Regions from separate parts of the Pan troglodytes genome. Here region 2 is linked to region 1. A link is a contact called in public Hi-C data. All regions are on one chromosome and are shown on one strand. The core of a region is the stretch at or near the end of the contact, and the rest is flanking DNA. Distances in the headings are between cores, read along the strand shown.

Region 1 (3,604 bases), core at 765-3,264:
GTAACTCTGCTTGGAAAAAAAAAGTTTGAGTGAAAAAAAATGTATTTTATTGGAGTTAACCAAGTAGAGAAAAATGGAGAGGAAGACAAGTATAAAGTCAGTACAAAGCTCCCTTCAGTCTGTCCTTTTTCCCCAAGAATCTCAGTGGTAAAGTATGAAGTTCAAGAAATCCTTGTTGAATAAATACTACCCTCTGGTGGCCACATTGTACTTTGTGCTCCAGAACTGTCCCGTTTTTTCCTTCAAAACTTACCCATCCTGTATTCGTCACCCAAGACTCTGATCTGACATGACAGCCTAATATTTCTGACAAAACTGACACTAATACAGTCAAGTTTTAGACTCCTCACACAATCAGTGGTCACTTTATAGAAACAAATCCTGGAAACAGTCACAAAAAATAAATCCAGGACAGGGATAATACCCTTCATGCAGGGAGAATCCATAGTGTATCCCCTCACTTTCTGACAGGATGGAAGCAATGCACTGAATGTATCTCCCCAACATTCATATACCAAAATCCTAACCTTCAATGTGACAGTATTAGGAGGTAGGGCCTTTGGAGGTAATTTAGATCATGAGAATGGAGACCTCATCTATGAAATTTGTGCCCTTAGAAGAGACCCTAGACAGCTCTCTAGCCCTTTTCTGCTACGTGAGGACACATGGAGAGTGCCAGCTATGAACCAGGAAGTGGTCCCTCACTTCCAGATCTTCTGGTGCCTTAATCTTGGGCTTCCCAGCTTCCAGAACTATGAGAAATAAGTGTCTGTTGCTGAAGCCATGCACCCTATATACTCTGTTATAGCAGCCCTGACTGACAATGACTAACCACACATTTGCACATCTTCTCCTCAATGTTTCTCCAGCTTTCTTACTGCAAGGATTCACTTTTGGATATTGTTGCTACAAACTTTCCCTAGACCCTTCTGTACACATTCCACTAGTCTGTCAAATCTAAAATCCTCTCCCATAAAGCCAACTCCAATATATTTTATCCCTTACAGAGAGTTTAAAAAAAAAAAAAGGTAAGATAGGGCCAGGCATGGCAGCTTACCCCTTGATATGGTGTGGCTGTATCCCCACCCAAATACCATCTTGAAACCCTATGTGTTGTGGGAGGGAACAGGTGGGAGATAATTGAATCATGTGGGGAAGTCTTTCCCATGCTGTTCTCGTGATGATGATTAAGTCTCACGAGATCTGATCATTTTATAAAGAGGAGTTCCCCTGCAAGAGTTCTCTCTCTTCTCTTGTCTGCCACCAGGTAAACATGCCTTTCACCTTCCACCATGATTGTGAGCCATGTGGAACTGTGAGTCCAATAATCTTCTTTTGGAAATTGCCAAGTCTTGGGTATGTCCTTATCAGTAGCGTGAAAATGGACTAATACACCCCTGTAATCCCAGCACTTTAGGAGGCTGAAGTGGGAGGACTGCTTGAGCCCAGGAGTTCAAAACCACCTGGACAACATGGTGAGACCACGTCTCTACTGAAAAATTTTCAAAAAATTAGCCAGGAGTGGTCATGCACACCTGTAGTCCCAGCTATGCAGGAGGATCACTTGAGTCCTGGAGATCAAGGTTGCAGTAGGCTATGATTGGGCCACTGCCTGGGGTCAGACCCTGTCTCAAAAAAAAAAAAAAAAAAAAGAGAGAGAAAGAAAAGGTAGGATGAGAAACCCTTGGTTTGATTGGTCTTCATTTCCCAGTGAATTGATGTAAGAGTAGCCATTTTCTCCCTATTTATCATCCCTCATTTCATGTACATAATTATGGCCCGTGGATATATCTCATATGTCCAGGCTTTTCCCACCTTCTCTTACTCTTCAAATTTTTTGTCTATCAGCCACCATTCCGGGCCTCAGAGAGCTATGCATTCAAAGGTAAGCCTGAAACTCTGATTTCATTTCAACACGTTCTTCGGCAGCCATTTTGGTATAAACAATGAGCAGCTGAGTAACCAGTTAGTTCCACAGGACAAATCCAAGCAAATATTCCACAGGCTCAAGTGCTTCCCCCTGCTGACAAGGCCTGGAGGCTGCTTAGGATGGGCAGATGAGAAGATTAAAATGCATTGCCAGGCTTTCATCTTTTAATTGGTCTCTCTCTTTGGCATTCTTTTGGAAGACAAAAGCGTGGGATGAGGCTTTAGTTTCCTTCCACTTCACACAAACATGAGTCAACTCTAGCCAGAAGGGGTAAAGAACACTCAAATATGTGGCATAGCAGCCTCATTCCCAGAGGCCAGCACGGTTCACAGAAACTGCAAACCCAGCTTACTCCAAGTCCATGTCTGAGTCTTACAGGATGTTTACTGAGTATCTGCTATACAAAATGAAATCAAAGCAAATTCCATGGAAAATCTAAACCGAAAGATACTCAGGTGAAATCTTTTCATGTTATCTAACAAATTCTGGGAAAATCACCTAGATGATAAACAACTGGAAAGTTATGGAAAACATTATTTCCAGTTTCCAGTATTGCTGCTTTCACAAAATAATTTACTGAATAGCTAAAGATAGGCGGAATTCACCAGAGTTAACCCAACAAATCGCAATGCCATAGAAGATCAAACCTTAAAGGAGCCTCTACAATTATCTAACAGCTGGCATAAGTGTAAATCACTTTAAGTGAGAAAATTAGGGCTCTTGCCTTAAAGAGACAAAGTAACATTGGTAGGGCTGAGCAAACTCTGTGTGTGTGTATGTGCGTGTGTGTATATATACACACACGCACATACACACACACACACATATATACACATACGTATATACACACATGTATAGATGTATACAGCAACAAGCACAAGGTTTGGGTTAGACACAACTGTTTCAATTCCAGCCCTGCCACTCTCTAGCTATGTTACAGGATTTCGAAGCCTCCCTCTATTTTTCCTTCTATTTAATCCTATTTACCTAAGAAGGTTGGCCAACTCCTATGTCCTTCCCAAAGGCTTTCTGCCTTCCATGGTAAAACTTGTTTAAAAAAAAAAAAAAAAAAGCCGGCCGGGCGCAGTGGCTCACGCCTGTAATCCCAGCACTTTGGGAGGCCAAGGAGGGCGGATCACCTGAGGTCAGGAGTTCAGGACAAGCCTGACCAACGTGGAGAAACCGCATCTCTACTGAAAAAAATACAAAATTAGCCAGACATGGTGGCACATGCCTGTAATCCCAGCTACTCAGGAGGCTGAGGCAGGGAATCGCTTGAACCTGGGAGGCGGAGGTTGCAGTGAGCAGAGATTGCAGAGATTGCACCATTGCACTCTAGCCTGGGAGACAAGAGCGAAACTGCATCTCAAGAAAAAAAATTTCAAGGTGACAAAGTTGGGATACAAAGTACTTTTCCAGTACTTCTGTACACCAAAAATAAAATTCTAAGGCCGCCCCCAACCATCTAAATGGACCCCTTCCCTCAGCCAAGGGCATTGCAAAGTTAACCTGAAAAACGAGTTCAGGATAAGATGGGAAGTGGAGGTGAGGGTCAGATGCCTCATTCTGTCCCCCCTCCCTTTTGGAATTCAGGAAAAGCTGACCAACATTAACATCAACCCAGACCTTAACTCTGATAAGACATATTCACAATTTATTCTCTCTGAAGCCTGC
Region 2 (3,604 bases), core at 825-3,324, 330 kb before region 1:
TATAGCAACATAATTAGAGCAAGGGTTTGAGGATTCTAAAAATAATAATGATAACAGGTGGATCAGGAAGGAAGATCAGAGTTCAAAGTACCATCAAATCTGTAGTGAGTAAGTCATCTTTTCTCTCTGGCATTCAGAATATTGAGGGGCTTCAGGGCAATTAGAAGCCCTAAACTGGGCAAGTAGGGAGCCTTCTGCCATATTCAAGGCTATTTTCAGATGTCGTCCATTAGACACTAGGAATGCACTCACTTTAGTCAGTGGGCTGAGCCCTGGCTTTGGAGATCAGGCAGATTTATTTTCAAATGGTGGCTCTGCCAGTTAGAAGTTCTGTAAGCTTGACAATTATTTAAACTCTCTGAGTCTTTTCCTTATCAGCACAATGATAATAACACCACATTATAAGATCGTATGCACAGCACAACCCCAGATTTGCTAAAAGTTCTCGCGCCAGGAAAACGCAATGATTCTAAATTTGTATATAACATAAAATGCAATTTCTCTTATAATTTCTTAATTTAATGTACCAATTATGCCAGTCCTTTAGTCAAATTTCATGGACTACAATTTTCCAGAAAATGTACAGATATAATTCACTCATATTACTCTAAGATTAAGTTTCTAGTTTCCTCTCCTGTACACTCAACAAAACAAGGGCAAAGACTCAAGTTCCTCTGATTAAAATCTCTACCTGTACTTGCCATTCAGATTTGTTGCTTCAAAATGGCTCACATAAAATAAATTAATACCCTAGATAACTTGCTAATTTCCTTTTCAAAAAAATCGTAAAATTTTCCTTCATAATGTTTCAAAGAAATTATTGTCCTAATTGGCACTTCAAGGGATAGATTAGAATGATTCATAATGTCCCTTCCTGCTCTGACATTCTATAAGTTCATGATTTGTGAGATTTTCGGAATATGGAAACATAGTTCTTTCTTCCCCAGTGGACACTAACTAAATAATTAATTCCTGTTTCAAGGAGCGCTCAAGGGCATGTATGCACAAAGAGGAGACAAATTATCTCATGATCAAATCTTGAGATTCTTGAGAACAAGAAGCACACCTCATTTCTTTTCTATCTTCCACAGCATGTTCAGCACAACTGGACTCACATATCACCACACCCAGTTCCAATTCTCAGCTGGCCAAAGCCTAGACAAACTACAGGTTCAGTGGGAATAAGGTTAAAATTCAAAAGATACAACTGGGTTTTAGAGTTGTTTTCATAACAACTCTAAAACAAAATAGTGCACCATAAAGGGTACTGCATAAAAGTTCACTTCTTTCCTGAACTTATTCAGGAGGAATTTAGATGGACCCATGAGTAAAGTGTTATTCAATGTAACAAAAGCCCTTTTGATAAGTAGACAGAGAATAACACTATTCAGAACCACATGTGATTGTCATATTCGTCTGTTTTCCTGTATTTTCCTTCTCACATAATTATTTTGAACTTTTAATTTCAGCCTATTATCGTTTTTATAATTTCCCAAGAAGATTGCGGATTTCCAAGAACATCACTTAAAACCTGGAAACCCCTTTACTAACAGAAGCATTCAATGAGGAAAAAAATACATCAAGATGGGGTCAATTCTGTTACTGTGCAGAGGAATCTCTTTGAAAAATGAAATGTCTTTCATTTCTCCCTCACCTAGTTTTTATTATCTTTCATAATATTTTTTAAGTATCATGAAGAAATTTGCATGCTGAATATTCATAGACAATATATAAAGATGTCCCTATGATATGAGAGAGGGCAGGGAAGTGCTGGGTAGAGAAAGGCAGGTCCCTGGCTAGGGCTCCACCCCCCAGGGCTGTGCTCAGGGACCTAGGTGAGGACAGGCATTTCTGTTTTCCTGCCCAAATGTTGCATTTTCCAAGACCACCCTGTCCCGCCACACCCCCATCCTGTGCCTATAAAAATTCCAAGACCCTAGCAGGCAGAAACAGAAGCAGCGGGTCGCCGAGAGGAACACACTGGCAAAAGAGCACACAGGCGGCTGGAGGTGGAGAGGACCGGAAGAACACATCGACAGGCACCAGCAGACGCCGGCAGGCCATTGACCTGTGAACAACAAGGACTGGAACCTGGCCGAGGCGGTCAGAGGAGTGTCCAGCTGCTGAGCGGCCAACTCCAGGGGAAAACCACCTTCCCGCTCCATGCCCCTTCTGGGTCCCCATCATCTGCTGAGAGTTTCCACTGTCAATAAAACTTTGCATTCATTCTCCAAGCCACACAGAGTCAAGAACCCGGGATACAGAAAGCCCTCTGTCCTTGCTATAAAGCAAAAGGTCTAATTGAGCTGACTAACACAAGCCGCGCACAGACGGCAGAACTGAAAGAGCACACTGTAACACAGGCCCACTGGGGCTTCGGCTGTAAAACATTCGCCACTAGATAGTGCTGTGGAGTCGGAGCCCCGCAACCCTCCATCTGCATGCTCCCTCCAGGAGTATGAGCAGCATGGCACTGAAGAAGCGAGCCACACCCCGTTGCACACCCTGAGAGGGGCATAGGGAACTTTTCTTATTTCACCTAGATGACTAAATGAAGACTATGCTGGTGCTATTTATACATATTGGCTTATTGCATTCTGCTCAATGAACAAAGAAAGCAAGCCTAACAAAGTCTATTGAAGATTTACATTCAGATTGTGTCATCGTATGTGTAAGATGCCTGGACAGAAGTCAGTTACTAAGTATGTACATATACATATACATACAGTTATCCCTCAGTATCTATTAGGGAGGGGATTGGTTCTAGGACCCACGAGATACCAAAATCCTCAGTGCTCAAGTCCTTGGTATAAAATGGCATGGTATTTGCATATAATTTAAACGCAGCCCCTTGTATACTTTAAGTTACCTCTAGATTACTTTTGATACTTAATACAACGCAAATGCTATGTAAATAGTTGTTATACTGCATTTTAAAATTTATATTATTTTTTATTTTTGTATTATTTGTATTGTTTTTTCCCTATTTTTCATCGACAGCTGGCAGAATCATGGATGTGGAACCCACAGAAATGGAGGACTAATATTGTGTGTGTGTGTGTGTGTGTGCATGTGTACACACATATATCCAAACCAATTTAAGGAGCTATAGCATATGAAAAATGATCATTTCGAAAATTTCACATGCATAGAAAAATAGACTAGAAACTTCTGTTTCACTCATAAATACCATTGAAAGAAGTTTTACTCATTTTGTTATGAACTTAACTTTCTTAGGTTTAACAGAACTTAAATCTTAGTAGTCGTATTTATCTTTCATGGTCACATAACTGTTTCTGAATGTGTTCATTTAACTGCTGCTGAAGCTAGTTTCTTTTTAACAGTAAACAATAGTGTCTTCTACTGTTCCTGACATTGCATGTTGTTTTCTTAACAAAGTCTACCCATTCACTTTGAAAGACTTTCAAACAAATCAAGAAACTTACCAGGAGCCTTATAGGAGTCATGGAGTCCATAATTCTGAAGAGACTTTAGCCTCAAATTTCCACTCCATCTATTGTATGCACACAACCAAGATCAGTCAGCAATAATCTGGGGCATGCTGACAGGATAAATTATAATGTGCCACAAGAACAGAGAGGAA

What was found. A called contact is a pair of places that touch in the nucleus more often than the background predicts.
Region 2: a contact with region 1 is called in a Hi-C map of induced pluripotent stem cells, with 2.7 times the contacts expected there. The contact joins two enhancer-like sites. A contact is called at or near these places in 2 of 7 Hi-C or Micro-C datasets (both in induced pluripotent stem cells).

Annotation. Positions count from the first base shown.
Region 1 is chr14:81,371,866-81,375,469 of NHGRI_mPanTro3-v2.0_pri, reverse strand. All of the region lies in intron 8 of LMO7 (LIM domain 7), which reads right to left. Among named protein-coding and RNA genes, the nearest start is that of LMO7, 140 kb to the right of the region's middle. Within about 2 kb of position 2,014, at least 2 of the 24 cell types and tissues checked have an H3K27ac peak or open chromatin away from gene starts, as enhancers often do. A contact at or near this core is called in induced pluripotent stem cells, where this site is marked.
Region 2 is chr14:81,706,156-81,709,759 of NHGRI_mPanTro3-v2.0_pri, reverse strand. No RefSeq gene overlaps it. Among named protein-coding and RNA genes, the nearest start is that of LMO7, 470 kb to the right of the region's middle. Within about 2 kb of position 2,074, at least 7 of the 24 cell types and tissues checked have an H3K27ac peak or open chromatin away from gene starts, as enhancers often do. A contact at or near this core is called in induced pluripotent stem cells, where this site is marked.